4 separate regions of the Mus musculus genome follow, and regions 2, 3 and 4 are each linked to region 1. Evidence: chromatin contacts called from public promoter capture Hi-C data. All regions are on one chromosome and are shown on one strand. Each heading gives the region's core, a stretch centred on a gene start, on an enhancer-like site or on the middle of the called end of the contact. The rest is flanking DNA. Distances are from core to core; before and after follow the strand shown. Region 1 holds the start of Ezh1 (enhancer of zeste 1 polycomb repressive complex 2 subunit). Region 2 holds the start of Atp6v0a1 (ATPase, H+ transporting, lysosomal V0 subunit A1). Region 3 holds the start of Ptges3l (prostaglandin E synthase 3 like). Region 4 has its middle 22 kb from the start of Aarsd1.

Evidence for each region. Promoter capture Hi-C pulls out the DNA fragments that hold promoters and counts their contacts. Capture Hi-C pulls out chosen DNA fragments and counts their contacts.
Region 2: a contact with region 1 is called in a promoter capture Hi-C map of liver. The contact joins the promoter of Atp6v0a1 here to the promoter of Ezh1 in region 1. A contact is called at or near these places in 6 of 39 promoter capture datasets (the C10 cell line, the HPC-7 cell line, hematopoietic stem and progenitor cells and 2 more), 4 of 115 datasets of contacts at active chromatin or transcription factors (epiblast stem cells, extraembryonic endoderm stem cells, memory CD8 T cells and 1 more) and 3 of 9 other capture datasets (adipose tissue, liver and pancreatic islet).
Region 3: a contact with region 1 is called in a promoter capture Hi-C map of hematopoietic stem and progenitor cells. The contact joins the promoter of Ptges3l here to the promoter of Ezh1 in region 1. A contact is called at or near these places in 11 of 39 promoter capture datasets (the C10 cell line, the HPC-7 cell line, cranial neural crest and 8 more), 5 of 484 Hi-C or Micro-C datasets (the AML12 cell line, the G1E-ER4 cell line, embryonic somatosensory cortex and 1 more), 6 of 115 datasets of contacts at active chromatin or transcription factors (the 230-238 cell line, bone marrow-derived macrophages, effector CD8 T cells and 3 more) and 3 of 9 other capture datasets (adipose tissue, liver and macrophages).
Region 4: a promoter capture Hi-C map of 3T3-L1-derived adipocytes shows a contact between it and region 1, with 4 times the contacts expected there. The contact joins the enhancer-like site here to the promoter of Ezh1 in region 1. A contact is called at or near these places in 21 of 39 promoter capture datasets (the 3T3-L1 cell line, 3T3-L1-derived adipocytes, the C10 cell line and 15 more), 3 of 15 datasets of contacts at CTCF or cohesin (the NIH/3T3 cell line, large pre-B cells and stem cell-derived epiblast-like cells), 90 of 484 Hi-C or Micro-C datasets (the AML12 cell line, B cells, the Ba/F3 cell line and 52 more), 11 of 115 datasets of contacts at active chromatin or transcription factors (the SCID.adh cell line, astrocytes, bone marrow-derived dendritic cells and 8 more) and 4 of 9 other capture datasets (adipose tissue, embryonic tail, liver and 1 more).

What each region holds. Positions count from the first base shown.
Region 1 is chr11:101,222,980-101,229,031 of GRCm38.p6, reverse strand. It overlaps Ezh1 (enhancer of zeste 1 polycomb repressive complex 2 subunit), which reads left to right and starts at 2,569. Exons shown (of 21, transcript NM_007970.3): 1 at 2,569-2,636.
Region 2 is chr11:101,006,443-101,012,494 of GRCm38.p6, reverse strand. It overlaps Atp6v0a1 (ATPase, H+ transporting, lysosomal V0 subunit A1), which reads right to left and starts at 3,054. Exons shown (of 22, transcript NM_016920.4): 1 at 2,931-3,054; 2 at 558-738. The coding sequence starts at 674.
Region 3 is chr11:101,422,760-101,428,811 of GRCm38.p6, reverse strand. It overlaps Ptges3l (prostaglandin E synthase 3 like), which reads left to right and starts at 3,484. Exons shown (of 7, transcript NM_001357574.1): 1 at 3,484-4,196; 2 at 4,544-4,657; 3 at 4,769-4,835; 4 at 4,934-5,032. The coding sequence starts at 4,189. Rundc1 (RUN domain containing 1) reads right to left here and starts at 3,727. Exons shown (of 5, transcript NM_172566.4): 1 at 3,202-3,727. The coding sequence starts at 3,708.
Region 4 is chr11:101,392,409-101,398,460 of GRCm38.p6, reverse strand. It overlaps the pseudogene Gm51949 and the pseudogene Gm25475. Among named protein-coding and RNA genes, the nearest start is that of Aarsd1, 22 kb to the left of the region's middle. Within about 2 kb of position 3,345, at least 12 of the 459 cell types and tissues checked have an H3K27ac peak or open chromatin away from gene starts, as enhancers often do. A contact at or near this core is called in 3T3-L1-derived adipocytes, adipose tissue, brown adipocytes and 3 more, where this site is marked.

The sequences.
Region 1 (6,052 bases), core at 1,320-3,819:
CTTCAAATGTTTTTACAACGCCGAAAGCCCAGGCTGTCCCTTAGATTGATTAAACATTATAAGGGAATGCCGAGCAATGGTGGCACATACCTTTAATCTCAGTACTTGGAAGGCAAGAGGAAGGCAGATCTCTGAATTTGAGGCTAGTCTGGTCTACAGAGTGAGCTCCAGGACAGCCAAGGTTACAGAGAAGAAAAAAGACCCAAAACAGCATAAAGGAATACTTAAGTTAATTGGTTATTGGACAAATAGATACAAGAGGAAAACAATAAAATGGCTTTTTTGCTTTTAAACTTATTATTATTATTATTATTATTATTATTATTATTTTTTTTTTTTGGTTTTTTGAGACAGGGTTTCTCTGTGTAGCCCTGGCTGTCCTGGAACTCACTTTGTAGACCAGGCTGGCCTCGAACTCAGAAATACACCTGCCTCTGCCTCCCAAATGTTGGGATTAAAGGAATGTGCCACCACGTCCGGCTTAAATTTATTATTATCATTATTATTACTACTACTAGCAGCAGCAGCAGCAGTGGGTGTGCGTGGGTGGGTGGGAGTGCCATGGCCACTTTTGAGGTCCCAGGATTAACTTTGTAGAGTTGCTTTTCTCCTTTCACTTTTGTGTAGATTGTGGGGATTAAGCCTAGGTCACCAGGTCACCAGGCTTGCACAGAAAGCACCTTTACTTTGAGCCAGCTCATTGGCCTAGAAACCCAAAGGTTGGTTTTCCTCTCTCTCTTTTTCTTTTCTTTCTTCTGTCCTTCCCTCCCTCCCTTCCTCCCATCCCTCCTTCCTTTCTGTATTCATTTATTGAGACAGAGTTTCATTATGTAGCTCTGGCTGTCCTGGAACTAACTGTAGACCAGGCTGGCCTCGAACTCATAAAAATCTACCTACCTATTGATAGGTTATTTCTCTGCTGCCGGTGAAATGAGCCAATTCAAGCCAGATTATATTAATTAAAGGCAGTTTTGTTAGGAAGCTGCTCTCTGCCCTCAAGGATTGTGGCTAGGGGAGTTGCCATGGGGAAGTGGGGCTAGGGAGGAAGAGGGAAAGAGAGAAAGGAAAAGAGAAAGGGAGGGAGGAGAGAGAGAGAGAGAGAGAGAGAGAGAGAGAGAGAGAGAGAGATTGAGCGCGCGAGCAGAGCCGGATAGCGCCAGCATGAGAAATGTCTGGATTATACAGGGAAGAACCTCTCTGGAGAAACAGCAGCCCAGCCCCTGGGCTGGAAAGTTCAGGGTTGGGGGCAGGGTATGCCAGGTAGGAACTGAAGGGTTGCTGGGAGAACTTGGAGGCCAGGTCCACTTTGATATGTAAAATATGCACCTCAGTCCCTTTTCTGCAGACACCTGCCTCTGCCTCTGCCTCCAAAGTGCTGGGATTAAAGATGTGTGCCACCACTATACCTACCTCCAAAGTTTTTGATAAAAGGAAAAGAATAGTGGAGGCTGGAGAGATGGTACAGTGGATAAGAACAAAGGCGACTTTAAAAAGGACCAAGATTTGATCTTCAGCACCTACATGGTACCTCACTACGGTTAGCAACTCCAGTCCCAGGGGATCTGATGGCCTCTTTTGGCCTCCAAGTATGCCCACAAACACATGGTACAGATACATACACCCAGGCACACACACACACACACACACACACACACACACACACACTAAAACAAACAAATGCATCGTTAAAAAATAACTAAAAGTCCGGGGAGTGGTGGTGCATGCCTTTAATCCCAGCACTTGGGAGGCAGAGGCAGGCAGATTTCCGAGTTTGAGGCCAGCCTGGTCTACAAAATGAGTTCCAGGACAGCCAGTGCTACACAGAGAAACCCTGTCTCGAAAAAAACAAAAACAAAACGAAAACGAAAAACCACCCCCCCCAAAAAAACAAAAAACCAAAACCAAAAACCACCATAGCATGTATTAAAACACACATACGCAAATAAATAAATAATAAAATATTTTGAAAAAAAGAACCTGTTCGTTTCTGATGATGGATATTTCTTGCCTCTATAGTTACTATTCCCTTTTTGTAATATTAAGTATCTTGTGGAGAGGTTTAAAAAATATTCTCGAGGGCTGGAGAGATGGCTCAGCGGTTAAGAGCGCCGACTGCTTTTCTGAAGGTCGTGAGTTCAAATCCCAGCAACCACATGATGGCTCACAACCATCCGTAATGATATCTGATGCCCTCTTCTGGGGTGTCTGAAGACAGCTACAGTGTACTTACATATAATAAATAAATAAATAAATATTAAAACAATATTCTCAAGCCGGGCGTGGTGGCGCACACCTTTGATCCCAGCACTTGGGAGGCAGAGGCAGGCTGTCTTCCAAAATTTGACTTGTAAGTTGTCTAAACACGGTTGGCAATGGTGCGCTGCTGAATAAAGTCTTCAAGAAGAGATCTGTGGCTCCAGGATGACTTTTCTCTGACAGCGCCACCTAGGAAAGTGTCGGACTAGAGCTACATCACCTTAGCGAAAACACACACCTGCGAAGACCGCAGCCCAGGTGATCCACCCTCAGAGTGCGCACGCGCACGGAGGGGAGGCGCGGGGCGTGGCCGCGGCGCAGGGGCGTGGCCGTAGCGCGCAGGCGTCCTAGTGGCGGGTGGCTGCGTCTCAGGATGGAGGGTGAGTGAGTAAACAAGACGGGGCTGGGCGGTGGGGCCGGGCCTGGGCTTGGCGTGACGCTTGAACCTCAGGGCTGGGGAGGCGAAGAAATGAGGAAACTGAGGGCCACACCATTGCCTGACCCGGGGTAGCGCGAAGCCTGTCGTCCCGAGTGTGGTGGGACCCGGGGCGACAGCGCGTGCGAGCTGCGGGGGGCCGCGTGGCGGAGGGGGCGCGGCGGGGGCGGACCCGGCTGGTGGCCCGTGCCAACGTGGGTGGGCCTTGGCGTCTGCCAGGGGACCCTGACTCTTGTAAGCGGGAGGGCCAGAGGCCCGGGTGGCTCGGGCTCGCAGAGGCTTTGAGTGATGTTGAGGAAGGGGTGGCCAGGCCGAGATGCCCGCCAAGTGTGAGAGGTTCTTAAGACGCCCAAGTGTCAGGGTCGAGATTCCCGGGGTCGCGCGGCACCTCCTCAACATTTTGCTCCCGGACCTTGTCGCTGGTCTAACTCGCCTCACTTTAGTTCCGGGTTTGAGTGAGGATTTGTCTTCAAACTGTGACTGTCTCTCCCGTCCCCAGAATTCCCAGAAACGATATGTAAATGAACGCATCCCGAAGTAAAAGGGAAGGTGCTATATTTGGGACATAACTTGTCAGGAAGTAGATGTGAGACAAAGCTTTAAGAGAATTTTTTTTGGGGGCGTGTTTCGAGACAGGGTTTCTCTGTGTAGCCTGACTGTCCTGGAACTCACTCTGTAGACCAGGCTGGCCTCGAACTCAGAAATCCGCCTGCCTCTGACTCCCAGTGCTGGGATTAAAGGAGTGCACCACCACGCCTGGCGAGAATTGTTAAGATTTAGTTGTTTGGGTTTTTGTTGTTGTTGTTGTTGTTTGTTTGTTTGTTTTTAATGTGTGTGCACTCTATGTATGGATGGTTCCAGGGACATCGAATCCCTTGGTACTAGAGTTAAGGATGCTTACATACCACCATGTGGGAGCAGGGAACTGAGCCAGTCCTTGTTGTTTGCAAGAGCAACAAGTGTTCTTAACCGCTGAGCAGGCTTTTCACCATGTGGGACGAGCTTACTTTGGTCAAAGTGACCACTGAGATGATGTAGGTGGTGGGGCACAAGGAAGAGAATGGAAATAGATTAGATGGAGGTTAGTGTTGGAGGTGTGGGTAAACTGATTAGCCAAAGTATGGAACCTATGCCTTGGGAAACAGAGCCAAGGATCACAAAGAATTGGATATGTACAGGGAGGACATTGAAAATGTAGAGACTTTTGGGGTACATTTGCTACATGATATCTCAGAATAAGAAATCTTCAGCCCAATGAATATTTTTGTTGATTTTGGTCTCTGCATAGCACCTGGCTATCTTTGAACTCTCCCTGTACACCAGGCAGGCCTTGAACTCACAGGATCCTCAGGCCTCTACCTCTTGGGATTAAAAGGTATGACTCACCCTCCACCCAAAGATTTTAAGACGAGGAAAGGACATTGGATGTCTTTCCAGCCTGAGAAGGTTTGACCGCTGCCCCAGTCTTTTGATTTTTGAGAAACCTGTTTTCAGCCTTGGAAACCCAGTTGTGGCTCTGAAGGGAGATAACCAGCTCACATAGGAGTGAATGCATGTTAGGAGAGAAGACCTTAATCACATAAACAGGATGCTAGTTGTGATGTTGCAGCCTTAGAATCCCAGAACTCCGTTAATGGAATTAGGAGGCTTAGGAGTTCAAGGCCAGCCTTTTCAAGGTCAGCCTGGTCTAAATGAAACTCTGTGTCAAAACAACCACAAAAGTATGTAAACCTGGAAGAACCATCTGTAAAAAGGAAACATCTGAGGGGATGTGGCGCACACACCCTTCTAAAGCCTTCTGTGGATGTTCTGACTCATGTCTAACCGAAGAGTCTGGTTTTTATTGAATGATAATGGATGGTCCCCAACAAAACTTTATGCTGATGTAGTTCATAATCAGCTAGGGCAGGGCCCTGCCTATAGCAGGCTAATGTGGTTGTATATCTTCAAGGCAGCTCTCTTCCACTGGTCCTGGAAATTTAAAAAAAAAAAAAAAGCATCCCCGGAGAAAACCAAATCCGTTTTGATTTTTGTTACTCTTGTCTGCAGTGGGGATGGCCTGGTTCTATTGAACACTAGGAAATATTTATGTTAATTAGAGTTCTTTAGTTAAGATTGTGGTTCACAGCAAACCAGGCATGGTGGTCCATGTCTGTAATTCTGGTACTAAGGAGATAGAGGTAGGTGGTTCAGTAGTTCAAGGTTATCCATGACGACCTAGCATCCTTGAGGTGAGGTTGATGGAGGATCTGAGATACTGGCATTTTGTTGTTTGTTTTGAGCCCTGGCTGTCCTAGAACTCATTCTGTACAAGTGTTGATGAAATTGAAACTAGTGACTCAATTTAGATATATATTTTTAAAGATGTATTTATTTTATGTATATGAGCACACTGTAGCTGTCTTCAGACACCAGAAGAGGGCATCGGATCCCATTACAGATGATGTGATCCACGCTATGGTTGCTGGGAATTGAACTCAGAACCTCTGCAAGAGCAGTCAGTGCTCTTAACTACTGAGCCATCTCTTTAGCCTCCATTTTATATATCTTATGTCCATAGTTTAACCCTCCTTCCCATTCCTATTATGAATTGAGGATGAAACAACAATAGGCTGAGGAGATGGCTCAGCTGTTGAAGAGTATCCTGTTACTTTTGTAGAGGATGCTGACTTGGGTCCCAGGACCCACATGGCCCATAACCCCAGCTCTAGGGGATCTGACTGATACCAGCTTCTGAACTCTGAGGGCACTGCCCTTCCGCGGCATACATATGTACATGTAGACCAAACACTGACATAAAATAAATCTGATAATAAATTTTAATTAAAATGGAAAAAACAAGATGGGACAATTAAGAAGCTATGGTGCCACATGGCTCCAAAGCCTTTGTTATTTTGCTTACTAACTAGATTATTAACTAGTGAAGAACCAGGTGTGGTCTTTGTGTGTCTCTGTGTGTGTTGGGTGCTGTTTTTTTCTTCTGTGGCAAGTTGTGTGGTAAGCATATGTTGCACTTTGCTTCTTGTTTTTCTTTGTGTGCACACAGGAGGTCAGAGGATATATTTCAGGAGTGGTTTCTCCACCATGTACGTTTCAGGGCTGGAACTCAGGTTGTCAGGTGTGGCAGCAAGAACCTTTACTCAAATTTCACATTCTCACCTGCAGTGCCGCGGTTCTGTTTGCTTCACGCACTCATTTATAATTAATTTTATCAGCCTTTTTCTAAGTTAGCCATACTAGTGAGTATACTTACAATCTCATTATTTTTTGAAGTTTATTTTTAATTGCTTCTATGTATCCATGAGTGCAGGTATCCCTGGAGCCCGAGGAGGGTGACAGATCTGCTGGAGCTGGAATTAG
Region 2 (6,052 bases), core at 1,805-4,304, 220 kb after region 1:
CTTCCTTAAGAGTAGTTCAAATAGTTTTCTTTTTTCTCCGGGACAAGGTCTCATGTAGCTGGCTTCAAACTAACTTATTATGTAGCCAAGGACGGCCTTGAGTTCAAAACACTGCTCTTCTACCTCCGAAGTGCAGGGGTCACAGGTCATTTCCCATCATGCTTAGTTTTTTGTTTTATTTGAGTTTTTTGTTTCCTCCTCCTCCAAGACAAGGTCTCCCTCTGTAGCTCAGGTTCATCACCTCATTGCCTCAGCCTCCCGAGTACTAGCCATATAGAGATGAACCACCATGCCCAGCTTAAGATAATTGTCCAAGGAAAAATGAGCAGAAACCATTTCTATCTCTAGAAAGACAAGAGACAACCTGAGCTTCCGTCTAAGCCAGTGCTAAGCCAGTGCTATGCTGTTACTTTGCAAATAAAAAAAAAAAAAAAAAAAGAAAACCCTCAAGATAAAGCCATTCAACATAACAAACAAAATCGGTTCAATCAATGGTGCTCAAAAAAAAAAAAAAACCAAAACAACAACAACAAAAAACCAGCTTTACTTTCACTTACATCCCGAAATTGGACCTTCCCAAGCTCTCCTAATTCACTGACACAGCAATAAGCAGCTTCAGACTGTAGAAATAGCTGGGCCAGCGTCATCTCCTCACTCCGGAAAAGCTCCCCCATGGTGGCGATGGTAGTTCACTCCAATCCGAGGCAAGAGAGAAAATGACTTGGCTTGAGAATTAACCTATAGGACCAAGAATAAACAATACCCTAGGTGAGATTCTTATCTTGCATGCCCCAAGGGGAAGTCTTAACACTCTTGCTATCTGGCTCAGAAAGGTGCAAAAGAGAAATTGCCAAAAGCAGTTACTAAATCCCAGACGAGAGAGCCTAGACTAAGAGTCATTTCCTTTGTAAGCAATGCAAGGAATCAGGATGGACTGACAGTGTTTTGGAGCAACACAATACAAAAGAATATATGCAGAATAAGGACAGGAACCGAGAACCCCAAAAGCTCTTTAATATGAGGCTCACACTACCTGGGGGTCTGGTTTTATTTTGTTTGAGACAGTGTCTTATATAACCCACAGCCTGCCTCAAACTCAATATTAGTGAAGGCTGGCTTTGAACTCCTGATCCTCCTGCCTCCCATCTGTTTTTGTTTTTCTTTTTTTCCCCCATACAGGATTTCCTCTGTGTAGCCTTGGCTGACCTGGAACTCACTCTGTAGACCAGGCTGACCTGAAACTCACCCACTTGTCTCTCTACCTCTGAGTGCTGGCATAGTGAGCCACCACCAATGGCACTGCCTCCAGCTCTTTAGAGCTGGGATTACAGGGATACACCAACATGCCCAGAGCTTTTTTGTTGCTACTGTTTGCTTTTTCACACTTGACACAAACTTTCCTGCTAAAACCCTCTTCTTTGTTATTTCATTTTGTTTCTTGGGTTTTTTGTGAGCAGGAAACAATAAAAGAGATTTTAACTACCCTCTTATATAAAAGATGTGACTAGCTGTGACTGCTTCCCCTCTCACTGACAATGCCCACTTCCAACATCTAAAATGTCCAGCACTATCTGAAAGCTATGGCTAAAAGGATCAAGCTTCCAAACTCCTGGGAAAACAGTATTCCTCTTCTAAGGAACTCCAACATATTAACATCATTTTAAAAAAAGACAAAGGAGCCCACACAGCTTAATTTCAATTCAGGCATGACAGGAAAACGTTGGTAATGACAAAGCACTTTTAACAAGCCGGAGGAAAAGCCTTCCACCTCTGCAGCTTCCTGCGACTCATCCCCATCCTCAAAGACAACTGCCTTCTTCTATCTGTCAAGTCTCTCCTAGGAGCCTGAAGGCTTCCGTTCAGGTCAGCAGCTGGCGCTATCAGTGGTACTGAAAATGCAATTATTTATTCGCGATAAGCTCCCCGCTCAGCTTCGGTACAGCAGCATCTGCAGTATCTATCCTCAACAGATCATCATGCACTGCATCACTTTTAATGTCGTAACGTCATGCAAATTCCATGTTAATCGATAGATAAGACTGATGTTTCCGAGAAGATTTGCCCTTCGGGAAGGCAGGAAGACATTTTGAGGAACCCGAAAAACAAATCCTTTCGGCATTAGGTGTTCAAGGAGAGCAAAATAACACACTCGACTAAAAGCAAGCATTTCTCAAGAGATTATGTGGGTTGACTTAAGAATATGAATCACCCACATAAGCTATAACCAGTCCTTTCCACCTTGAACGAGGATAGATGCCACAACCTCAAAATAAATGAAATCATGTCTGACAGGCATAGCTGACAGGGCTGACAGGGCTGACAGCCTCCAGTGAGTTACCGCCCTCCTCCTGTTCCTTCATGATTACAGGCCTCTCCAAGACTATCTCTACCCCCACTGAAACCAAACACAATACGAATTTGGAAAAGCGGTTTCCAGGGGTCGCGAAATGAAGTACGAAGAAAGTAATTCTGCAAAAGGGTGATCCAAACCCAAGGTCCTCCCAGGAGGACTCTCGCTCGGATTCTCCAATCCTCCCTTTCTAGCAGGGAGCATTTGTCGTTCACCTCTTCGTTTCTAAGCTGCACAGTGAGAGCGCAGAAATTTTCTGGACCAGGCATAACCTGTCTCCTGGTTAGGGAAGAAATCCCCAAATTGTAAGACCCTTTAAGAAATCCCCCCAGATCACTCTGCCTATCCGATCTCTTCTGTCCTTTCGCCTCCTCCTCTCCCGGGTCATTCCTGAGCAGTGGCCCTCCAGTTCCTCTGCCCACAGGAAGGGTGTCCGAAGAGGGAGATGAGCCCCCCATATTTTTCTCAGAGACCTAAGATCCTGGCTAATTCTTCTGACAAGCATCCGAGGTATCCGAGTGCGCTCCACGTCCCCTCGAAAGCCACTCGGGGAAGCGCTCTTTCTACAACCCCAGCTCACCTCTCGCCGGCTCCGCCGCCGCCGCGACCGCAGCCGCCGCAGCAAAGCGACCCCGGCTCAGGCTGAGCAGAGTCGCCGACCAGCGTACGCAAGCAAGGCTCCGCCCCCACGCCACCGTCGAGTCCCGCCCCCGAGATGATTTCATCTCAGTTGACCAATAGGATGCTGCCTCTCCCCTGCTGCCGCAGTGCAGAGTCTATGGGGCTCGGGCGAGTCCTGGTGTGCAGTCGCCATCTTTGTTCCGGCGTTGTGATTTCTATCCCAGTTTGGAAGTCATCTGGGCTGGGCGTGTGACTTTTGAAGTGTTTGCCTTTTGAGCCCATCAGAATCCTTTCTCTCTATTATCCTCGGAGCAAGGTTACCTGCCATCTCTACTTTCCAGAGAACCAATTCACAACTTTTTCTTGGAGAAAGCAGCATGAAAGAAATGGGCACATTATAGAATGATCTGAGAGCTTGAAGGGAGCCTCAAAGCTAGTCTTCTTTACGTATACGCATCCTATGTCGTTCTTAGACCTCTGAAAATATTTGAGCCCCAGACTGGAGAGCGACTTAAGATAAGTCCTATATTAGAGACATAGGATCTCGTCCACTTACAAAGTATCGGATTCATTCTTCCAGCAGCTACCTAGGATTTACACTTATCCAAATTGGAAAAAAAAAAAAAATCCCCGGAAGACCACATGTTGACAAAGTAATTATTTTTATCTTGCTTACTAGGTTTCTGTGAACCCATCTGACCACGTAGGAGTTTTCAGTTCCTCATATATCTTTTGAATGCAAAATAATACCTACCTTTTTTTTTTAAAGCTCCTTTTCTAAATATTGATAGAGTCCTTTCCCCCCAATTAAAGAAGAGTAGGGAGTCAGCAGAAACATCAGGAGGAACTTGGAGAACTGGTCAGTCAGTCTCTGTGGGTGGCGGAACTCATTGAGATTCAAGTGTAGTGAAGGAGGTATTTCGGATTTAAAAAAAAAAAAAAAAGCAACTTGTACTGATAATTTTTATCTGCTTGGCAGAAGTATTACAAAACGTGTTTTGTGAGCCCGAACAAAATGATGGACACAGTGAACATTTTATTTGAATTTTTCTACTGCACATGGTAATTGAAGGTATTGCTTCATTACAATTCTCTCGAGAAGCAGCATTTCTGAGACCTAGGCTTTACGGTTTTCACATTCTGAAGCTCCTTCTACAGGCAGGGACCCACAATTGAAATCCTGCCAAGTATTTCACAATGACTGTCACTTCCTTCCTCGTAGACTTAGAAAAAAAAAGCTAACCTCAGAGTCAGCTGCTTCCTAACCGCAAACAAGTGTTTCATACACTACCTGTAAGAAAGCCTATCCCGGACTATAGTTCACTTGAGTTGTTTCTACACCCCACGCCGTGGTTTCCCTGAAAGTACATCCTCTTAGAGGTCCAATAATAATAATAATAATAATAATAATAATAGTTATTATGGAGGTCAGAGAACAACTTAGTGGGAGTTGGTTCTCTTTAACCCCGAGTTACCCAGGAATTGAACTTGGGCATCAGGCTTGTCTGAAATACTTTAACCTGTTAAGCTAAGACTTTCTTCTTCTTCTTCTTCTTCTTCTTCTTCTTCTTCTTCTTCTTCTTCTTCTTCTTCTTCTTCTTCTTCTTCCTTTCATCTCCTGCTAGACATCTTTCCCCAGTGTTCATCTATTTTCTTTCCGTGCTCTAATCTTGGCCATCTTGCCTCTCACTAATTTCAAATGTCTATGGTTTGGGATTCATGTCTATTTTTCTATCCTCCACCTTTCTTTATGGTCAGAGAGGGCATTTCTGTCTGTTAGATGATACCTCATGGGTAATATATTTGTTGAAGTCTACAACTGTGAGACAGTATTAGGTACCACAGATACGAAAATGGAGCAGATACATTTCCCATCCAAAAAAAAAAAAATATCTTGAGAAGTACATTTCAATACTTGGGGGTGGGGGTGGGGGTATATGGCTCACACCTGTAGTAAGCCTAGTAATTTGGAATGCTGACGCAGGAGGATTGCCTCCTAGTGAACACCAGGCCGAGTAGATCAACAAAGCATCTAAAGAAATTGCAGGGGAAAGAGGTGAGTGCAATAATTAACACTGTACTATGTGCCAGCAAGTTTCCGCTATGCTTTGTAAATACAGACTCCTTTACCTATCACAATAACCCTAGGAGGTAGATATACCCCTTGATCAGAGGACGTAGCATTATCCAACAAGATAAAATGTAAATGTTTTTGAAGCTGGGGGTATGGCTCAGAGATAAAACACATGCTTAACCATGAATGAGGTTCAAATTCTAAGCATAGAAAAAAAAAAAAAAAGTAAAGAAATGCTGTTAGGTCAGGTGTACTGGTGCATTGTTAAGCACCGGTAGTCTACTGAATGTGGAAAGCAGAGGCAGTAGGATCATTGAGCCCAGAATTTCTAGGGTGGCTTAGGCAACAGGGTGAGACCCAATCTCACAAAGACAAATACAAAGCCAGGCGTGGTGGCGCACGCCTTTAATCCCAGCATTCAGGAGGCAGAGGCAGGCAGATTTCTGAGTTTGAGGCCAGCCTGGTCTACAAAGTGAGTGTCAGGACAGCCAGGGCTATACAGAGAAACCCTGTCTCAAAAAACCAAAACAAACAAACAAACAAACAAACAAAAAACAAGTACAAAAACAAAATGATAAAATATGATGTTCTTGAGTATGCCTATGGCCCCAAAAAGATCTTAGCAATTCCATTTGAGACTTAGGCAAAACTATCAAGTCTAAACTGAGCTTTTGCTTAGACACCTAAATAACAAAGATTAATCAGTTCTTCACTATCAAGACAACGTAGATAGATAGCAGATAGAAGGATCAAAGTAATAGAGTGTTGGAAAGTCACAAGAAGGCCAGTGAGATGAGACTTCTGTGCTTGTGCATACACGTAAGCACATGTCCATACACTCTAGATAGATAGATAGATAGATAGATAGATAGATAGATAGATAGATAATTTAAGTCATAAACAAGCTATGCTGGCAAATGTCTGTAGTTCTAGCACTTGAGAGATGGAGACAGGAGGATCAAGAGTTCAAGGATAGCCTCAGCTACATGTGATTCTGTTTCAAAAAC
Region 3 (6,052 bases), core at 2,235-4,734, 200 kb before region 1:
GGGACGTGAACAGTGTGGTGTGTGGGTGTGTGAGTGGGGAAAATTTCTGAGAACAACCCCTTTCTCCCTGACAGCTACCACATAGCTTCTGTCTTTATGTTACTAAGTGTCCTTTACGGGGATCAAGTCTTGCCAACATATTCTTAGATACTGGGCCATCATCATTTTGAGTACAAAAACAAAACAAAACAAAAAGCAAGCCAGATGTGATATGTACACATGTACTCCTCAGTGAGTTCCAGGCTAGCCTGGGCTACATATACAGACTCTATCTTAACAACCACCACTGAAAAAAAAAAAACAAAAACAACCAACTAAACAACCAAAAACCAAAACAAAACAAAAAAAGGAGCAGAGGCACTAAACCACTCATAGATATAAGGCTGCATTATAAACTAGGATCTACACAGAATTAAAGTCAGCCTTAAAGTGGTACTTACCAAGCCCTCAAGCAGCAAGGTAGGAGAGAGGAGAGAGAAAAGACAAAAAACAAAGAATTACGTTTTCCTCCAGCTTCGTAAAGAGCAATCCCCTCCCTTTAGCTTTGTTGGCGACGCCTCAGGATGCTCTCCAGCTCTTCCTGAGTGTTGCTGCTGTTCCTCATAGCCCCATTCTTTTTTTTTTTTTTTTTTTAAAGATTTATTTATTATTATATGTAAGAACACTGTAGCTGTCTTCAGACACACCAGAAGAGGGAGTCAGATCTTGTTACGGATGGTTGTGAGCCACCATGTGGTTGCTGGGATTTGAACTCTGGACCTTCGGAAGAGCAGTCGGGTGCCCTTACCCACTGAGCCATCTCACCAGCCCCATAGCCCCATTCTTTTCCTCAGTTACTAACTAGGCCTCCACTGAAAAAGCCTTCTCTGGTTTTCTCCAGGAAGAACAAGTCATTTCTTCCTTTGTATTGTGTACACTTAGTCATTATAGTGTTTGTTTAGGACCTGTCTCTACTAATCTACAAACTCAAGGACCTTGACTTTTGATGTTCAATATACCTAGAACTGTGCCCAGTACGGGTGAATTCTCAATATATTTATTTCTTTTCCTTAAAAAAAAAATCTTTACATTTTTATTTTATGTTCCTGGATGACTTGCCCACACGTATGTCTGTGCACTACAGGAGTGTCTGGTGCCCACAGAGCCTAGAAGAGGGTCCCCAATCATTTGAACAGCATGTATAGACAGTTGTGAGCTGCTGTGTAGATACTGGGAATCAACCCTGGGTCCTCTGCAAGAGCAGCCTGCTCTGATCCACTGAACCATCTCTCCAGACCTCATTACATATTTCTTTTATGTTTTTTGAACTAAATTAGGTATAGAACAACAAACTCCAAATAATGAACTGGAGGAAATTGTCTAACTACCCAAAAGAGAAAGAAACAAAAACATAGTCTATCTTTGTCATTCCTTTGTGAAGCCAATGAAGAAAGAAACCAGCTATAAATCCTGATTTGTTTCCATGACTACACCTGCCAAGTCTGTCACTCGCTGTCATCGTTACAGCATATTTGCTGGAATTAATCAAACAAGTTTATCAGCAAGACCAAATAAGTTCTGGGGCAAGGCAGGAAATAATATGTTTAATGTCCAGTACACATTGAGATAAAGTTGAAGGTAATTGGGAGAGACTGGTGAGATAGCTAACTTGGTAGTGTGCCTGCCTCGAGTGTACTAGGTTCTGGGTTCAAACCCAAGCACTGACTAACTCCGGTTGGTCCACCTGCCTATAATCTCAGTATCCAGAAGATGGAGGTGGGATGAGGAGAAATTCAAGGTTAGGAACACCAAGCCTGATGGCTTGTGCTTGATGTCTCGAACTCACATTCTAAGGAGAGAACTAACTCCTAAAAGCTGTCCTCTGACCTCCACAAGTAGGCTGTGACACCAGCACTGTGCTCCTACACACACACACACACACACACACACACACACTAAAACCCAAAAAAACTTCAAGATGATTCTATAGCAAGTTCTGGGTCAGAGAGCCTGTCTTTTAAAAAAAATCAATAATAATAATTTTCAAGAGCTGAGGACATAGCTTAATTGGTGACAGAGTGCTTGTCTACAACATGCAACTTCCTGGGTGCCACCCCCAAGACTGTTCCCTTTGCCCCCCCCAAAGCAGAAAAAATATATCATTTTGCCCAAAGAATGTACTTAACAATACAGCTGCTTAATTGGCAGAGCGAGGACAATTTTTTTATGTCATTACCTTGACAATTTTTTCTGAAAGTGACAATAAAAAATAGAGACAGTACCATCTCTGCCCAGGACCTTCCATGGCATTCAATACTGGACAGGGCCTGGCCACTTTTTAAGTCTGTTGACTTGTGGTTGACTGCTCCTTGTGCAAGGGTATATGGGTATGAGAAGGAAGGAACTGGAAACACTTCAGATCAGCATAAGTCACTATCTCCTACCAATAAGTTTTCTTGGCTAAACCATTTTGAGTGGGAAGAAAGCCACATGTGGACTGCAATCTGCACAACAGGAAGCGGAAAAGGCGGCCTGTCTCAAAACTTCCAGCTTCCAGACGTTCAAAGTTTGTAAGGAATCTTCCCGCGTTGTGGTTTACAGAATTTCCTTGCTTCTTCGGTGTACTGAAGAACGCACTGGTCAGTCAGAAGGCCCCGTTCAGAGAACCCCGTTATTAACCAGGATGGCAGAGCAGTCTGAAAACACTGTCAGGACATCCTTATAGTCAGGTGTGTTTCTTTCCACTGCCAAGGGATGGTGTCTGTTCACCAAAGCCGTCACTGAGATAAGACAGCATAAAGATCACAGCCTATCTATATGCCAAAAAAAGCACGGGGCATTAATTTCAATTTCCATGGATTCCAATTCACTTCCCTTTCACTTAACACTTCTCCCGTTCCCAATGTTCATTCTATCAATAAGTGCTCAGGGTATATACTTCAGGGTAGAGAGAGTGACACAAATACACACTCAAGTACCTCAAAGTCGACAGAGGCAGCACGGCTTCCATTACCAACTGCCTTTTCAATACTCTTTAAGGCTCGCCATATGTCTTTCTGCATCTTCCTGACTCTTCTCTCTATCTTGCATACACGTGCCTATAGTACTTCCAGCTCGGTCGCTCCTCACCCTTTCTACCTCGGTCCGTGTCAGCATCACCACCCACAAACTCCCCGCCTGCATCATCTTCATCCGCATCCGGAACTAGCGGCAGACACTCACCTGGTCCTCACCCCGCACCCGTGGCCGGTCCCCCGGCAGCACATCGCTTTCGTCACCGCCACAAGGGTCTGCCAGCCCCTCGTAACCCAGGACGTGAGGACAGCCGCGGAAGGCAAAGTCTTCGAGCTCGCGCAGGAGACGCTGCTGCTCCGCCGGCGCCCCGCGCACTACCTGGCGCAGACGGAACTGCACCTGCGCGAAGTGCGAGGACAGCGCGAGCAGGGCCGAATCCAGCTGCCGCCGCTCGGCTTCCAGCCGCCTCAGCGTGCGGACAGTCGCGTCGGATGGAGAGCCCGGAGCCGCTCCAGGCTCTTCGGCTGCCGCCGCCTCCGAGAACGTCGCCGCCCCAGGACCGGCCTCGGCCACTGCCCCCACGGGAGCCCAGCGCACAGTCTCGCATGGTGGCAGCGACTCCTCCTCCTCTTCTTCTTCTTCCTCGTCCTTCGCCTTAGGCCCGACAGCGGTCACCACAGTTCCTAGCTCCGTAGCCACTTCCACCGTCGCCATCTTCCCGGAAACGCCGCCCGCACGTCAGTGGCGCCCCCTTGCTGCCATGGCAACGGGCTCTGGCAGGGAAGCCTGGACGAGTGGTGGGCGGGTCTTGCACTCCTCCAATCTCGGGAGGGCCCGCCCCCTCGGGACTTTAATGCATTTTGTGAATTAGACACTTTGAGTTGGAGGAACAAGTGAATGAAACCGAGAACAAGTAACTTCCTGCATATAGGGGCTAGAGTAGCCCTTTCCCTGGATAGAGAGTAGATATTGTATTTCTGATATGTTTATTTCTGGAGACCCCGAGATGTAGAAAACGCTCCCGGTGTCCTTCTGGAGTCCAAATCACTCTTGCTGTCAAGCCAACTTTCTTTCCCTCCCTCGCAACCCTTCCTCCTACCATATAAGGAGAGGCAGCTGCTAGGAGCCTCCTAGAATCTAAAGATAGAGGCCTTTTCTTGGGACTCCAAAAGCCACGGGGCAGCTGGAGTCACCATGGAACGGTGAGTTTCAGGCCGCCATCATACAGGTCCTACATATTCCCCTGTCCGTTTTCCTGCAGATTTCCTCTCCCACATTTGTAGAAGCCGCTGAGTCTGCCCACCAGCACCCCAGACTCCACGTCTCTGTGACTGTGGGTGAGAGGGGGTGGTGAGATCTGAACGTATTTTCTAACTCCTTACTTCCCTTGGCTCTCTGGGTTTATTCTCGCCACCTCTGCCCACTCCCACTACTCCCCTCTGTCTGGTTCAGTGGCACCACGTACGACTCTACTGTCTCCTCCCTCCACCTTTCCATATTGCCTTCAGTCTTGCCCACCCCTACCAAGCCCCACCTCCAACCTCTTCAGGCAGCCTGCCCGGACTCTGTGGTACGACAGACCCAAATATGTTTTCATGGAGTTTTGCGTTGAGGACAGCACCGACGTCAGTGTGCTCATTGAGGACCACCGCGTCGTGTTCAGGTAGTAGTCTTCCCCTGTGGACTGGCCTGGGGTCTCAAGAACCGTTCCTATCCTCCTGGTGTCTCAAGAACTTATCCTGTCACTTCCTATGTCTCTTTACTGTAACTTTAGCTGCAGGAATGGTGATGGAGTGGAGCTGTATAACGAGATTGAATTCTATGCCAAGGTGAACTCCAAGGTGAGGGCAGGGTAAGGATAGTCATATCTGAACAAGAAAGGCTGGCCAAGCAAGGAGACTGGAAGTTTATCCTAAAAATAAGGCTATCTGTCTGACAGGACTCCCAGGATAAGCGTTCTGGTCGCTCCATTACTTGCTTTGTGAGGAAATGGAAGGAGAAGGTGGCCTGGCCTAGGCTCACAAAGGAGGATATAAAGGTGAGTGTGTGTGCAGGAGTGGTCTACTCCTGTGCTCTCCCTTCATCTGAGCATTCTCTCTGTGCACCCAAGCATCAGAGTTATATCTGGAGCTGTGTTTGGCTTCTTTCCAGTCACTATTTTAGGGAGTCCTCTGGGTCGTGTGTATTTGATATTCTATTTATTCTGAAATCTATATATTTCCTCCTAGTCTAGACAGCAACCACCAGGGTTTGTTGGGGGAAGTAGGTTTTTGTCTGTTCGCTTTTGTTTTTGAGTCAAGCTCTTTTGTTGTTGCTCAGGCTGGCCTTGAACTTGCCATCCCTCTGCCTCAGCCTCCTGAACATTGATATTGCAAGCATGTGTATGACATTACAGGTATTATTATCGTTGCCTATTTTCTGTCTCATTTCTTTTTTGTTTGTTTGTTTTAAAGATTTATTTTATTTATATGAGTACACTGTAGCTGTCTTCATAAACACCAGAAGAGGGCATCTGATCTCATTACAGATGGTTGTGAACCACCATGTGGTTACGGGGAATTGAACTCAGGACCTTCAAAAGAGCAGCCAGTGCTCTTAACCGCTGAGCCATCTCTCCAGCCCTTCTGTCTCATTTCTTAGCCACTCTTTCCATCGCTTTCAGTGGGCTCTGTTAAACATAACCTTGACTTTGTCTTTCTCACACTTAAGACCCTTTGATAGCAGCTACTCCTCTAAAAGCTGAAAGTTGGCCATCTGCTAACTGAATCTTGATTTTACATTTATTTAGTAGGGTTTTTTTTCACAGTTAAAAATTATTCTGGACATATGACTGTTAAGAGCACTGGTTGCTCTTGTAGAACCTAAGTTCAATGGGCAGTTCCCACTGTGGTGGCCCACAACCATCTGTAACTTGAGTTCGAAGAGAGCTAACACCTTCTTCTGTCTTCATGGGCACATGGTACACACAGATACATTCAGGCAAAACATTCATACACATAAGATAAAATAAATAATTCTTAAAAATTATATTGACTGGCTATTGACATTTGTAATTTTT
Region 4 (6,052 bases), core at 2,096-4,595, 170 kb before region 1:
GGACCCTCACCCCCACCCCCTTCTTGGAAGAGACAGGTCAGAAAGCACGTAGGCCAGAAGGGAGAGGCTGAGTAAGCCCCTACTACCTCATTCCTTAAAGACCAGTTTAAAGGCTGCACTGTTCTGCCAGTCATTTTGTGCCTAGTTGCTGATGCTCTATTCTGCCCCTGAAAACCATATAAAAACTCGCCGAATGGGCCTCTGGGGGTCGCTACCTGTCCTTCGGGTCTGGGACAACCCCAGTGCACTGGAACAATAAATGCCTCTTGCTTTTTGCATTGATTCCAGCTCCACATGGTTCACTAATGGGATTCACAGTAAGCTAAGGCTCACCAGAGTCTTACATTTGAAGACGGCAACAGTGAACTCATATAGATTAAAATAAATAAATCTTAAAGGAAAGAAAAAGAAAAAGAAAAAGAAAAAGAGAATTGAAAGAGAGAGAGAGAGAGGAGAGAGAGAGAAAGAGAGAGCTCATCTGTTAAGAACATTTGTTGCTCTTGCAGGGGCTTGGGTTTGGTTCCCAACATTTACACATTTACAACCATCTGTCACTTCTGTTCTGCTAGGGGATCCAATATCTTCTTCTGACCTCTCTGGGCACCAGAGCATACATGGTGCCCATACGTTTATACAGGCAAAATACACACGCATACACAAAATAAGTCTAAAATTAACTTTTAAGGAGAATAATTGCTTCTTGGCCTTTTGGATAAGATCAAATGTAGTATCTGTTCTTATCAGTCTCATATCTGATATGTCCTTTATCCAAGGACAATATATATATATATTTTTTTTAAACATTTATTTATTATTATATGTAAGTACACTATAGCTGTCTTCAGACACACCAGAAGAAGGTGTCAGATCTCATTAAGGATAGTTGTAAGCCACCATGTGGGTGCTGGGATGTGAACTCAGGACCTCCAGAAGAGCAGTCAGTGCTCTTAACCGCCGAGCCATCTCTCCAGCCCCTTTTGGAATTAGGAGTTGGAATAGGAGCTTGCTCTGTGCACTCCACGCATCGATCTGGTATTGCAATACCTCCAGGAATGGTGCATCCATTGTGGAATTTTTTAAAAATTCTATTTATTTTTTTTTTAGTTTTTTTTTTTTTCGAGGCAGGGTTTCTCTGTGTATCCATGGCTGTTCTGGAACTCACTCTGTAGACCAGATTGGCCTTGAACTCAGAGATTTGCCTGCCTCTGGATTAAAGGCATGTGCCCTCACTGCCTGGCCCATTGGTGATTTTGGAATAAATAAATAAAAATAAATAAATAAATAAGGAAAACAAACAGAACAGGGAAGTAGATAATATTATTAAGGAGAAGCAGTCAGGGAAGAGTTGTGGGTGCATCATGAGGCCTGGGGAGGATTTGATCCCCTGATTGCTAGCATTTGGACCACTAGTGCTGAAGAGACCAAACTATATACACAGGCTGGCTGGTTTCTCTTCCAACAGGATGGCCACTAGCAGCCCTTCCTTTGCCTCAAAGTTGCTCAGAGCCTAGAAGAAACTGGGTTGTCCATGACCCTTCAAATATGGCAGCTGTTAGAAGGTAGAGAGTAGAGTATTCTGCTAGCAGCCTTCAGATGAACTCTCTTCAGATGATTTTAGAACTCTCAGCTCTTCCTGTACCATGCCTGCCTGGATGCTGCCCTGTTCCCACCTTGATGATACTGATTAATTTTTGTCCTTATAGAGAAGGAGAAGGAGGAGGAGGAGGAGGAGGAGGAGGAGGAGGAGGAAGAGGAGGAGGAGGAGGAGGAGGTCAGTCAGGCTGGCTTGAGGCTGCTGCAGGAGCGAGGATTCAAAAGAAAAAGACAATTAGACAAGACTGTAGCATGACCCCAGCCTGTTCTGAGGCTGAGGTGAAATAAATTTTTCCCAATCTGCTTTTATACCATTTTAGTTACATGCAAGTGATAAAGTCAGCTCTAGTTTGAGAAACAAGCAAGACAATAAACACAAATCATCAAGGAACAAGCAAGGCAATAAACAAAGTCCCACGATCACTGTTTCTAAGGCATTATCAGGATGACCAAGATATCTGAGCCTACTTCCATGTCCAAGCCCAAAGTCATATTCTTTTGTTTGCTTGTTTGTTTGTTTGTTTTTTGGTTTTAAGGCATTTATTGTACAAAGGCAGAGAGAGGGAAAGAGTAGGGAAGCAGAGGCCAGCCATGAACACGTGGAGAGAGGGGGGAAGGGAAGGCAGAGAGAGGGGGAACAGGGGAGAAAGAGTAAGAGCAAGAGAGTAAGAGGTAAAAGCCCAAAGTCATATTCTTGCCTGAAGCCTACTTCTTTGTTCTAGCCTAAAATTAGATTCCTGCCCAAGCTTACTTCCTTGTCCTGGCCCAATGTCAAATTTCCACCAAGTGGGCTCCAAAAGCTCTCCACAGCCAGGGTTTCTTCTGGTCTGTCTTTGCACATGAAGAGACCTAAGTACAATGTCAGGTGTCTTCTTCTACCCCTCTCCATCTTATTCCTGTGAGAAAGACTCTTTCTGTCTCAGTCTCTCTCTGAACTGGAAGCTCACTATCTAACGTAGGCCAATGCTCAGTGAACTCCAGGCCCACCTGCCTCCACCTCCCACTGCTGGGGAAACAGGCATGTGCAGCCATGTTTTACATGGGTGTTAGGGATTCGAACTCGGGTCCTCACATCTGTGCAGCAAATGCTCTTACCTTCTAGTCTGTCTTCCTGGGCTCCAGGAATTGATCTTTATGGGGCTCTAAAGGTAAGCCTGTAGTTCTTTCTACCTCTTCCTGAGTCTGCTGTTTTTCCTCCTTGTTTCTGGAACCCTGCTTAACACATAGCATTAAGTGATCCTAACATTCCACTTTTGATGCGTTTGCTCTGGATGTCTTGAAGGTTTCTACTCGGCTTAGAAAGTCTGAAAAAAACCATCATCGTGGCAAAGGTCAGGCCCTTGGCTCCCACTGCTTCCTCTCAGTGTCTGTGTTGTGATCCAAGCGAGTGAGCTCGTCCGGAGTTTTGTACAAAGCTTTGCAGTTTCTTCTGCCCTTACAGCTTCTTGCCCAGATGAGGACCCTTCAGCAATGTCAGTCCCAATAACCCTTCCCTTGTGACAGATAGAACAGCAGAGGGCGCTGGGAGCCTGTGCTTGCCGACGCCTCTGGCAGCGGCAGAGAAGGCTTGGAATGTAGCTCAGTTTGGTACACAGTCTGGCTGATGAAGCTGGACTGGATCCCGTCTCCAAGTTAATTAATGAACTAATTAAATAAGGGGAATAACAAGGATAAAAGAGCCCTTGTCCAGTTAGGCAGGCATGGTTTCCTGGTTCCTAGGATGTAGAACATAAGGGGAGTTCTAAAACACAAGCAGGCAAACAAGAAATGACTTGTAGTCTTCTGGAAACTATGTTCTGTCCCTACCTTCTCCCTCCTCTCCCACTCTGAGTGTGTATGTGTACATGTGCATACGTGTTCCATGTGTGCTGCTACACGTGTGTGCACAGGTCCTCATGCTTGCATGGCAAACGCTTTGTGGACTGAACCATCTCCCAGCCCCTGTCCCTCCCTCTTTCAGTAGGAGTCTTGCTATATTGCCCAGCCTGGCCTTGACTTCCTGGATTCTGCTGTCCTCCTGCCTGGACAACCCAAATAGCCAGGGCGCCAGATGTGTGTTGCTTAGCATGGCATTGTCATTTTTCCTTTTAAGGAGTTCTAGACTTTCCTCAACCTTTATTTTTGGTGCCTGGGCTTCAGTGCCCCTGAGCGTAGGAGCTGCCACAGAGTCATGCTCACACTGCTGATACATGGACATTTTATGCCTTTGCTCCTGCATCTCCAGCATTTAGCGAGCTCAGAGGCCTCAAAATGGTGCCTGCCCCTGAAGCAATTCAGAGGCTGCACTTGACTTCTTGGTTGCCAGTGTTCCTTTGGATTCTTTTGTGTCCATTTGATAGATACTTGTTTGTTTGGAGACAGGGTTTCTCTGTGTAGTCCTGGCTCTCCTGGAATTCACTCTGTAGACCAGGCTGGCCTCGAACTCAGAGATCCATCTGCCTGTTCACTCTCTGCCCCATCCCCCAAGTGCTGGGATTAAAGGCTGTGCCACCACTGCCTGGTTTCTGGGTTCTATTTATTTATTTATCTTTATCTTCTGTCCATTGACTGTATGAAGGTATTTGATTCCCCTGGGACAGGAGTTACAGAGGGTTGTGAGCTGCCATGCGGGTACTGGGAATTGAACTCAGGTCCTCTGGAAGAGCAGCCAGTGCTCTTAACCACTGGCCATGGTTTTTCAAGACAGGGTTTCTCTGTGTAGCCTGGCTGTCCTGGAACTCACTCTGTAGACCAGGCTGGCCTGGAACTCAGAAATCTGCCTGCCTCTGCCTCCCGAGTGCTGGGATTAAAGGCGTGCACCACCACGCCTGGCTCCTGTATGTTCTTTTTTTTTTTTTTTCTCTCTCTTTTTTTTTTCTCTTTTTTTTCCTTTTTTTATTACGTATTTTCTTCAATTACATTTCCAATGCTATCCCAAAAGTCCCCCCCCACCCCACACACACACTGTATGTTCTTTTTAAAGTGAGGTTTGAGTGTTGCCTCTAGTTTTTCAGCTTCTCAAACTCCATCTTCCTCGGACCCTAGATCACATTTTCTCCTCGTCTTCGTACAGCCTCCCAGCTCTTCACTGGGACACAAAGGCAGCAACAAAGGTCCGTGTTTCTGCCTAGTTCCCGTATCCTTTGCTCTATGTAAATTTTCTATATAAGAATCTGGATGTAAGGATTCTGGAGATGGCACTGTCCGATAAAGTGCTTGCCACACAAGCAGGAAGTCCAGAGTTTGGTCCTCATCGTCAGCCTAAAAAGCTGCATATGATAGTGCAGACTCCTGACCCTAGTGCTGAAGAGGTGGGGACAGGTACATCATTGGGGCCTCTGGCCAACTAACCTAAGCCTACCTGCCAAGTTCCAGGTTGGTGAGAGACCCTGACTCAAAAACAGTAAGATAACAGTACCTGAGAAGGAACAAGGCCCAAGACTGATCTCTCATCTCCACATGCATCTCCCTCACAGGTACACACACACACACACACACACACACACACACACACACACACAATCTCGATGTCTCTAAGTAGTAATCAATGGGTGCTTTATTAGCCCTGGCCATCCTGGAATTTGCTCTGTAGATCAGGCTGGCTTCAGACTCACAGCCATCCACCTGCCTCTGCCTTCCAAGTGCTGGGAGCAAACAAAGGTGTGTACCTGGCTGAGTCCAGGTTGCTTTTAACTGACAGCATTAATTACTTTATATAAAACAAGATTTAGAAAAGGCAGCCTTTGTAGAATGTACATGAGAAAATGAGCCAGGTTTTGGAAATCATAGCCACTTTTGAAAATGAAGTCCATGGACAAGCATCAGGAACTCACACAGTTCTTCCATATGTGGTACTTGTGGCTTACGCTTCTTTTAGGTAAAAGTTTCCATGATGTTAAGAACTGGGCTGGTGAGATGGCTTAGTGGTGAAAGGCGCTTGCTGCCAAGCCTGAGGACCCAAGCGCCGGCCCTGGAACCCAGATAGTAGAAGGCGAGAACCAACTTCAGCAAGTTGCCCTCTGACCTCCATGTGCGACAGTGGCACAGACACCTGACTGCAAATGTGTACACACACACAAGACAGGTAAACAAGATTTTAAAATACTTCTAAGATTTTTTTTGTTGATATTTTAAAAAAAAAGAAAAATGGACCCCACTCCTCTAAAACCCAAACAAGATAAACAAATAAGCCAGGCTGGGGATGATGTAGCTTAGTGGCTGAGTACTTGCTCAGCATGCTGAAAGACCTGATTGTCCAGTGAGATACCTAAGGGATTTTCTGATTTCTCTCTCTCTCTCTCTCTCTCTCTCTCTCTCTCTCTCTCTCTCTCTATCTATGTGTGTGTGGTGTGTATAGTTGTTTATGTGTGTGGGGTGTAGTGTGAGTATGTGTGTGTGTGTACATGTGTGATGTATGTGGGGATAGATATGTGTATGGTGTGTGTATATGTATGTAATATGTGTGGTATATAGCATGTGT